Linked DNA regions of Mus musculus: all the other regions are linked to region 2. A link is a contact called in public promoter capture Hi-C data. All regions are on one chromosome and are shown on one strand. The core of a region is the stretch at or near the end of the contact, and the rest is flanking DNA. Distances in the headings are between cores, read along the strand shown. Region 1 holds the start of Lrrc40 (leucine rich repeat containing 40). Region 2 holds the start of Rabggtb (Rab geranylgeranyl transferase, b subunit). Region 3 holds the start of Ankrd13c (ankyrin repeat domain 13c).

Region 1 (3,151 bases), core at 245-2,744, 4.1 Mb after region 2:
GCTCACAATCATTGCATAACCACAGTTGCAAAGGATCTGATATTTTCTTAGAGCAAAAAAACACAAACATAAATACACAGAAAACAAATTAATTTAAAAACTCATTTCTGTGATGGCTGACATGTTGATGGCTAACTATGTTTAAAAGTTAAAAATCTCTGTAGTTAGGCAAAATTAGACCTCCTATGTTAAGGACTGCTAAGGATATATATTTTTAACTGATGTTCCTGTAAATAAATTTGTTCTGCTTGAACATAAACACATTGTAATTTTGCATTCTTTGCCTTTATAAACCCGACTGAGGTGGCTGGGCGCTGCATTCTAGTGAATCTCTAAACATCCCCCAGACTCATAACCATTTCATACTGGTGAGATGGCTCTGCAGGTTGGTGGAAAAAAAAACCCACTCCCTCAAGTTGTTCTCTAACCTCCTGAGGCACCAGGGCACGTGAAACCCTATTCACGTGTGCAAAAAGAAACACTAAACTTAAAGAGGAATGTAATAGAAAATCAATTTCAGTCAAAGAATTTGGTCTGCGCTGGACACAGGATTCACGGCCCTGCCCACGTTAGGGAATTATATCCCCAGCCCTGGATAGTTGAGGGCTACTTCTTCGTTTGGGAAAATATATCAATACTTTGTAAACTCCAGGAAAAACTAAGCAGGAAATCGCTACTTATTAAATAAAATTTTCTTTTTTGTATTTACAACAAAACTACGCATTTAAATTTTCTTTGCTTTCTTTCTTTCTTCTTCTTTTTTTTTTCCTTTTTTCTTTTTTGAGACTGTTTCTCTGTTGCTCTGGCTGTCCTGGACTCGCTGTGTAGACCTGGCTGACCTCCAATTCAAGAGATCCATTTGACTCTGCCTAATCTAGTGCTGTGATTAAAGACGTGCGCCACCATGCCAGGTCAGTATTTACATTTTCATTATCCGAAGTTATTTTTAAAACTTCTTAAGACTGGATTATCGGTAAATCAGTGAAAAATGAGCTTCGTAAGCGTGGGACCAACTGCATAAGTTAGTCTGTAAGCGAGCAGGATTCGAAGTCCGAGCCCTTCACCACAGCTTTTAGCTGTCAGGTGGGTACTTAAGCTTAAGGGCCAAGCTTCGTGTCACTCGCCATCCTGTTCTCCGGGATCAATTCGATCACCGCACTGAACTCAGCGATCCCCAGGCCTGGCGCCCAGGGCCACAGGCCGCGCCTCAGGTTTCGACGCCGCCACGTTCTGATGCGACGTTGGGTAGCGCAGCCATGCCCGACCGCGCTGTCTAGGGAGCCCATGTTCCCCCCACGAGGACCTCTCAGCCCGTTAGACGCACTTACCCGAAAGAAGTTTCTCCTGAGGGCGAGGTTGGTGAGGGCAACGGAAGGGCTCGTCGGTCCTGCGGTCCCGGGAGCTGGCGGTGACGACATCAGCGCGCGCAGCTAGGGCAAGGCCCGGATTACTGTGAGGCGGAAGGGGCGGGGTTATCCAGCCATGGCACCTTGAAACGTCACAGCCGTGGTCGGGGCTTCCGGTGTGAGCTTTTGAATATGTCGCGCCAGCTGAGAGCCCCTAGGTTTGACCCTCGTGCGGGATTCCACGCGGAGGGCAAGGACAGAGGCCCCTCTGTTCCCCAGGGCCTGCTGAAGGCAGCGAGAAGCAGCGGCCAACTCAACTTGGCGGGAAGGAACCTCGGGGAAGGTGAGGCAGCGCGCGAACATCCTCTTGGTCCCCTGTGCACCCACCCGCGCCTGCTCCGTGGCCCTGCTAAGACTGGCCTTGACTTACTCGAAGTGTTCACTGAGATGTCCACAGAATACGGGATAAACATCGTAGTTTGGGAGTAAATTCGCTGTGAGATAGAGGATAGGCAGGTATTTGATTCGCCTTCCTCTTATTTTCGTTTTACCAGCTCCCCTCTGTGAGCTTAGAATAATTTTCTTTCAAGCCTAGCCTTTTTTTTTCTTCCACTTGAGGAAAATCCCAATGACAAACATACTCCTTATCCTAAGTACTAATTCAGAGTAAATGCTGCGGAGTATATGAATTTGAGAACATCCTGAGAAACCTATGAATGATCAACAAGCACAAATCTACATATTACTAAGTATAAATAAATACCTTTGTAGTGTATGTGTTTGGTAGGAGAGGACAGAGACAAAGAGAGGATTGAGAAGTGAAGCATTCTTTCTGTAATATTTTTTTCTACTTGCATTGATTAAAATCTTCCACTTCTAATAATGTACTTATGTATCTGTAAGGTTGACTAAGTAAAGACATTATGTGTATGCTTACTGAATGTGATGATTACTTGTGTCAAGTTGACACAATCAATGAGGGATTATTTAGATCATGTTCTCTATGAAGAACGTCTATGAAGACCTGTCTTGATTGATAATTGATGTAGGAAGATCTAGCCCACTGTGGGTTGTGCCATTCCCTAAGTTGGGTCTTGAATCCAAAGGTTGAGTCGTATAAAAAAGTGTGCGTGCCTTAATTCATTTCTCCCTCTGCTCTTGATTGTAGTTGTGTTGTGAGTAGCTGTTCCAAGTTCCTGCCATCTTGACTGATGGCCTGCAAATGAAATTATGAGCTAAAATAAACTTTTTCTCTAAGGTTCTTTGTTATGGTATTTTACCACAGCGTCTGGAAAGAAGAGTAGAATAGAAATTGGTACCCAGAAAGTGGATAAATCTGACTACATGGTTCCTAGGATATTTGAACTATTTTATATGGCTAGAATGTGGAAGGCTCTGGAATGTAGGTCTAGGAAAAAAGCTGAATGTTATGGGCAGAGCATAATGGACTGTGTTTTGGTTTGTTTTGTTGTTATGGGAAGTTGGAAAATAAGAATGCTGACAGAAATGTAGACATTGGAAGCCTGACTTTTGAAGTTTTACAGGGCAACAAGGACTGTGGTGGGAACTGGGTTAGCTGCCATTTGGATTATATTGTGGCCAAGAAATGGCTTCCTTCTTTCTACCCATGTCCTGAGTACCTGAGAGAAGACAGATATACTGGTTCGTTTGGCAGAGGCAATTTTGGGAGAGTATTCAGACTGGTATTGAAAACCGTTGTATAATTGCTATACCATTGTAAAGCAGCCTCTTGCACAGCATTGGGACAATAGGAAAGTGGTTTTTTTTTTTTTTTTTTTTTTTTT
Region 2 (3,303 bases), core at 584-3,083:
AAAGACAAGCGGGTGTCACAGGTTTGTCCTGGATCAGAGTCACCCACCAGGCCCTCTCAAGCTTACTATAAACTTCTTGTTCCCTTGATAAGGTAAGAAACAGGTAGGGCTTTAACTATCCTCTGGCTCTTCATTGAAACCAAATTTGAACTGGACTGTGCTTCAATTAACATACACAAGGAGTTCACCTTCCAAGGTCTCAGTGTAATTTGTAACTTGCATCAGGTTAGCATTCAGCTAATACATGCCATGACATCACTGACCTGTGGGAAGTAGCCTTTGGGTGGTCACAGCAAGTGGCAAGGTTTCACAAGGGCTCACCTGGACAGCACTGAGCGTGTACAGAAGGTGGGGGTCGTGCCCAATGCTAGCACTTATTCCCCCACACTCATGCTGGCACGACTTGATAAACACCAGGATTTCTTCTCGGTTCATGCGATGAAGCTGTCCCATGAGGTCCATCACAGTCAGGCCCCAATAGACGCCGCTCATTCTCAGGTATTCAGACATGCAGTATTCCTAGGAGAAGCATCTCAGATTTGCCACTCTGACTTTACATAACCCACCTCTACCTAAGTCAGCTGTGAACAACTCGTAAGGCTTTAGAGTGGCGGTTGCCGACCCTTTGGGCCCCACATTCTGATTCCTAACAATGAAACTAGTTATGAAGTAAGTAGCAACAAAAGTTATCTCATGGTCGGAGATCGCCACAACACGTAGAACTGTTAGGAAAGGTCACAGCAGCAAGAAGATTGAGAGCCAATACTCTTAGTCTCCAAGTGCTAACCTCAGGTGAATTAACCAAAAGCAGTATTGATGCCTACTGTTTACTAAGCATCAATTATTGCATTCTACAAATGAAGTCTATGAATACGGAAAGATAAATGACGCTAAAGATGGGAACCAAATGAAGCATTACCTCACAAGCATTTATTCAGGTGAAGGCCTCACTGGCGTGCTGCCAAACCAAACCCAAAAGAACCAGGTGCACAGTTGGCAAGAAGGCCACACATTTGGGCCTATGATTCCCACTAACTGAAAAGTTGTAAAGACAGTCAAATGCCACGCTCTCTAAGACAGAGAGCTGCTGCACAAATACTTTTACCCAAATGACTCCTCCTTGGAGGGTCCCCCCACAGCTTGGGCCTTCTCAAACTCAGCCACCCCTGCTTGCTGCTGGCAACCTCCCCGGCCATTTCCCCAGGCACACCATTACATCAAGTTTAGGTAAAACCTTTTCAAGGTCTCAGCGTAATTCTAGAGCTAAAGTGTTATGACACATCAGCGAATTCAGATAATACATGCCAACACATCATTGACCTTCAAGGTTTTACCCCAGACAGAAATGAGCAAACCCCTTCTACCTGCAGCCCTGCACTTCCGCCCTTTATGTACCAGCACATGACTGATGTGGTCAAATACCAACCTCTGATATACAAGGTACACCTATAATACATTTTAAATCAGGCCTCTCAATTAGTATTATACAAGTAAGTATTATACTTATTGCTGTTAGTCTTAGAAACCTTTCAACAGAAAAAAGAATCATACGCACATAATCATCTTTCTTTGAGCCATAGGAAGCAATATAATCGGCATGCTTCTCCAGCAACAGGGTGTCAGGCGCATCTGACTTGATAGTAACGTCTTTCTGCTGTGTGCCCTTCCAAGAAAAAAGCAGAGATCCCATTCACCATCCGGAAATCGTGACATCTCAGACTCACACATAGCCAGATCTCAGTACTTTTTTTCTTTCAGGTCTCAGAGTAATTCTAGAGCTAAAGTGGTTTATAATCAACTTTAGATTCAGAATACATGCCAGCTCATCATTGACCCGAATCTTGACGCTTATCTTTTGAGTTATGCCAGAAATACACACTCTTGCTTAACAAGTTTGAGGCTTCAGCGCACCTTTCTACAGTCTTCACATGCTAACCCCTTTGCTAAATAATCAGACCCATTAGCTCCAAATTCCACCTTCGATTCTAAGACTCACCCAATAAGTAGGTCAAAGCGATTGCCAAAATAAATTTCCTACTTTATTCAGAGTCTCGGCTATGAAGCCCTGTCTGGTCTGGAACTCCCTGTGTAGACCAGGCCACCTGCTTCTGCCTCACTTCTTTAATCCAAGAGTGTTAGGATTAAAAGGCGTGGGCCAAGGCCGACTTCCTTCCATCCCAGTTAAAATGTTTAACTATGAAACAACATTCGTAAATGATCATGTAACCTTCAAAATACAGGCACGTACAAGTCCCCGATGTTAAGAAAAAATATCAGGCGGCCCAATCCAGGAAGGCTCGCCCACGGTCCGCGGATAAGATCCCAGGCCTCGAGAAGTGCAGAAAACGCTGAGCCATACACAGCTCAAGCGGCAGTCCAAGTATGGCCTAAGGAGGCCGAGGCAGGGGCATTGCGGAGAGCTCCAGGCCAGCCTGGGCCCCACAAGAATGATCGCCTTGCAGGCCCGCCTGTTCCCCATGCTGTGCGAGCCCGCGATGCCCCGCAGCCCGACCCACCGCCCAGACCACCCCTGCCTCCGCGCACCGCAGCGACGGTGCTCTCACCATGTCCGACCGCCGAAAGACTGAAGCGCGCGGGAGCACGGGGAGTCAGGGCCCGCGCGCCTGCGCACACGCGCCCGCCCGGCCGCCCACGCCCTACGTAGCTGGCCACGCTCTGCCCGAAGGACCCCGCGGCCGCGATTTAGCCGGTCGCACACCTGCCTGAAGGACTCCGCGGTCACGATGCAGCCGGCTACGAGTCTGCCTGAAGGACCCCATGTCGCTCAGTTTGCAAAGAGCTTTCCTTAGCATTCAAGGAGCCTGGACATTGATGTCAACCACAGCGTTCAAACCCGGAGTGCTAGTGCAGACCTGTTATCCCAGCACTGGGAAAGCGGAGGCAGGAGGATCAGTGATCCAAATCCTCAGCTGTGTAGGCACTTGGAAGCCAACCTGAGCTCGAGTCCCTATCCCCAATACCCTCGAAGATTGATCAGTTATAGAGTGTCTGTTACCCAGCTAATCAAAAAGCGCCACATATATTGCTATGGAAAGATCCTTGAAAGACACCAGGTGAAAATACATGCTTCGTTTTGATCCCAGAAATCATTAAAATAAGGTTAATTTTTCCACTCTGTGCTGGTAAATTAATATGGTTTAACCTCTTCATTTTTAACCTTTTTTTAAAGTCCTGGGCCTTGAACTCACAACTGAAAATGCTAGGCATGCGATCTCCCCCGCCCAGTTTGCCTCTTCAAAGAATAAAGTATGCCTCCCCACCCTAAAGAACTATAGCTGCAAT
Region 3 (3,351 bases), core at 361-2,860, 4.0 Mb after region 2:
TTCCTCCACAAAGACTTTTAAAAATGATTTTGTTTATTTTTATTTTATATGTTTTTTTTTTTTTTGCCCGAATGTATATCTGTGTGAGGGTGTTAGGTAGTCAGAAACTGCTGGAGTTACATACAGATAGTTGTAAACTGTCATGTGGGTGCCGGAAGCTGAATCCCAGGTCCTCTGAAAAAGCAGCCACTTCTCTCAACTGCCGATCCTCCTCTCCAAGCCCTTCACAAAGACTTTCTGAAATTTGATTTCTGTGTCAATTTAAACTAATAATTTCCCCTTATGTTATATTGGGATGTTACAGAATCTCAGAATTTACATTTTTCTTGTACTAAATATCTTTAATAGTACTCATATTTTGATGTCCCTACCCATTACATACTATAAGCCTTAAACCTCAAAGTTTAAAGGGATGAGATGTTTGTTTTTTGAGAACAGTCACTTGAGGCAACCTTCCTGTATCTACTTCCCGAGTGCTGGGATTGTAAGCATATACCACCACAATAGGTTGTCTTAAAAAAAAATGTTCATGGTGTTTGATTTCACTGAAAGAACACTTAGGAGTTTTAACATCCATCAAGAGGTAGCAGCCAGTAATTAGGTACATGATTTTGGCTGCCTACCTACTATTTACTGTTTTTTTTTTTTTTTTTTAAGACTAATTTTGTGTGTGTGTGTGGGTATGCACCAGAGGACAATTTGTTGGAATGGGTTCTTTTCTTTTACCATGTGGGTCCCAGGGATTGAATGCTCAGTGGCATGTCATGTCACTGGTCCATCTACTAATTTTGGGACAGCATTCACTCTGTAGCTCAGGCTAGCCTTGAATCCATGTGATCAATCCTTTTGCCCTTCCTCAGTTTCTGGAGTGCTGGAACTTATTGATGTGAGCCACCATGTTCAGTTTAGTTTTCTAAATGTTCACAATTTCATCACACACACACACACACACACACACACACACACACACAGTGCTTTGATTCCCACTCACTACCTCGACTATTCATTCTATACGTCTTATGGCACTTTTGTTCTACACCATTTTATTTCGCTGGGTTACTGTGCAATTCCTGAATCTGATCTAAGATCCGTTTCCTACTTCCAAAGAATTTATGTCCAAAATTCCAAACTGTATAACTAGCACTCTGTGTAAAAACACCAAGGACCTCCAACTTCAATATGCTAAATTTGAACTCATTTTTAAAGGAGTCTTAAGCTTTTTCCGGATTCACTGTATCCCAGAGCATGCTTTCATCATCTCTCACCCGGGTTACTGCCCACTTATTTAAAAACAATTACTCCATTTCCTCAAGTAAGCATCCTCCACATACTTTAACTCTGACGTTTGTCCCAAATACACTCAACTAACAGCTGTTTGAAAAATCCTCCATTCCCGGTGTAATAAACAGCCTTTGAATTCCAAAGTCAGGCCCTAGATTCCTCCAGGATAACTGGCCATCTCTCCTCGCCTACAGCCTTGCCAGCCTGAGCAAGTCCTTGCACAGGTTAGGGAACCCAGCAGAGTCTTAGCGAGTGTTTACTGAAGGTCCAGCGCAGCTGAGTGACGTCACGTCCGATATCCGGTGGTGTCTTCCTACGTCGTTCTGAGGGAGGTTGACAAACAGGGTTTCAGCCTTTAAGCTAGAGTTCGTAACTGCCGTTGACCTCCTCCTTTACGAAGGCCCAGAGCACCAGGTCAGAGCTCTGAGTCTGGGTCTGAATTCAGCCGCAGGGCCCGGCCCAGGGTGGAACCCTGTGCGAGAGGAGCGCGGGCGCTGCCCGGACCCTGACCCAAGCGCAGAAGCGGCCCTCTAACACTCCGCGGCGGCGTTTCCTCCGAAGCTCTCGCGAGAGGAGCCGGGGAAAGATGGCTGCGCCGGGTCTTTCCGAGTGAGGAGGAGGCGGCGGCGGCGGCGCCGGGCGTCGTGCGGTCGTGGTCTCTTGAGCTGCGGCTTTCCTCGTCCGAGACGAGGGCCGCCGCCTCCGGGAGATGCGCGTGTCGCGGACCCGCGGTCGCCCCGGGAGTTCATGCTGCGTGCTAGGCTCGCGGCCGCCGCTCTAATCGCCCGGCGCCGCCGCCGCGCCGGCTCGGCCCGCGGTGAGCCTCCCGGAGCCTGTCCCGCGCGCCGCGGCGGCTATGACCGGGGAGAAGATCCGCTCCCTGCGGAGGGACCACAAGCCCAGCAAAGAGGACGGGGACGTGCTGGAGCCCTGCGAGGAGGAGGCGACAGCCGCGCTCGGCGGCGCCTTCACCGGGGGCAGAAGCGGACCGGGCGGCAGCGGCAAGGGCGGCAAGGCCTGCCATAAGATCTTCAGCCACCACCACCGGCTGCAGCTGAAGGCGCCCGCCGTTCCGGGCCCCGGCGTTCCGGCCCCGCCGCAGCACAACGCAGTGACTGCCACCTGCCCTGCCCCGGCCTGCCTGGGCGGCAGCAACCCCGCTTTAGTCGCTGACGGAGGCGGCTGCCCCTCGCTCTACCCGGTCCACGAGTGCGTCTTTAAGGGGGACGTGAGGAGACTGTCCTCGCTCATCCGCACGCACAATATCGGACAGAAAGATAATCATGGTGAGCTTTGCCTAATTTCCGTCCCCTCGGAGGTGGGGTGGGGGTGACCGTTGGCCTCCGGGTTCCCGGTCCCTTCTCCCGCACCGTGTTTTCCTCTGGCGGAAAACCTCGAGTCTTTTCAGGTGCAGCGAGCGTGCCAGGGGTCAGGGTGCAGCAAGGATGTTTTCTTCTTTTCCACCTGAGCATTTCGGGACAGGTTGCATTTTCTCTGCGGCAGTCTTTGCGAGTGCCAAAAGGTCGGGCTATCTCACATCCAGGCAGGTCTTCTGGGTTTTAGGGAACGTTTCCTTTTTCCCTCCCTCCCTTCTTGCCGGTCTTCACCGCCCAGGTACGCGCAGATAGATGTGAGTTTTTATCCGTCACTGACCTCGTGCTGTAAACACTGGTTTTTGAAAGCCATACTGAAATGTGTCCGCATTTAATTTCCCAAAGCAATTGAAGAGACTTTTGTTTTTGTTGCTCTTTCCACACCAGGACCATTTTTCATCTTGATTGAGACTAAAGACATACTATGGTTTTCATTATAAAGTCTTAGCCACATGTACTGGCTGGTTTTATGTGTCAACTTGACACAGTTGGAGTTATCACAGAGAAAGGAGCTTCAGTTGAGGAAATGCCTCCATGAGATCCAACCTGTAAGGCATTTTCTCAATTAGTGATCAAGGGGGAAAGGCCCCTTGGGTGGGACCATCTCTGGGCTGGTAGTCTTGGGTTCTATAAGAGATCAGGCTGAGCAAGCCAGGGGAAGCAAGCCAGTAAAAAACATCCCTCCATGGCTTCTGCA

The links. Promoter capture Hi-C pulls out the DNA fragments that hold promoters and counts their contacts.
Region 1: a contact with region 2 is called in a promoter capture Hi-C map of pre-B cells. The contact joins the promoter of Lrrc40 here to the promoter of Rabggtb in region 2. A contact is called at or near these places in 2 of 39 promoter capture datasets (cranial neural crest and pre-B cells) and 3 of 484 Hi-C or Micro-C datasets (CD4 T cells, erythroblasts and pre-B cells).
Region 3: a promoter capture Hi-C map of pre-B cells shows a contact between it and region 2. The contact joins the promoter of Ankrd13c here to the promoter of Rabggtb in region 2. A contact is called at or near these places in 4 of 39 promoter capture datasets (cranial neural crest, liver, pre-B cells and 1 more) and 1 of 484 Hi-C or Micro-C datasets (neutrophils).

The regions. Positions count from the first base shown.
Region 1 is chr3:158,035,188-158,038,338 of GRCm38.p6, forward strand. Lrrc40 (leucine rich repeat containing 40) reads left to right here and starts at 1,495. Exons shown (of 15, transcript NM_024194.6): 1 at 1,495-1,689. The coding sequence starts at 1,539. It overlaps Srsf11 (serine and arginine-rich splicing factor 11), which reads right to left and starts at 1,419. Exons shown (of 13, transcript NM_001379531.1): 1 at 1,329-1,419. The coding sequence starts at 1,418.
Region 2 is chr3:153,910,370-153,913,672 of GRCm38.p6, forward strand. It overlaps Rabggtb (Rab geranylgeranyl transferase, b subunit), which reads right to left and starts at 1,834. Exons shown (of 8, transcript NM_011231.2): 1 at 1,556-1,834; 2 at 322-519. The coding sequence starts at 1,690. Gm24494 (a small nucleolar RNA gene) reads right to left here and starts at 1,321; the gene lies at 1,241-1,321. It overlaps Snord45c (small nucleolar RNA, C/D box 45C), which reads right to left and starts at 1,820; the gene lies at 1,760-1,820. Snord45b (small nucleolar RNA, C/D box 45B) reads right to left here and starts at 242; the gene lies at 198-242.
Region 3 is chr3:157,945,390-157,948,740 of GRCm38.p6, forward strand. Ankrd13c (ankyrin repeat domain 13c) reads left to right here and starts at 1,611. Exons shown (of 13, transcript NM_001013806.2): 1 at 1,611-2,567. The coding sequence starts at 2,138.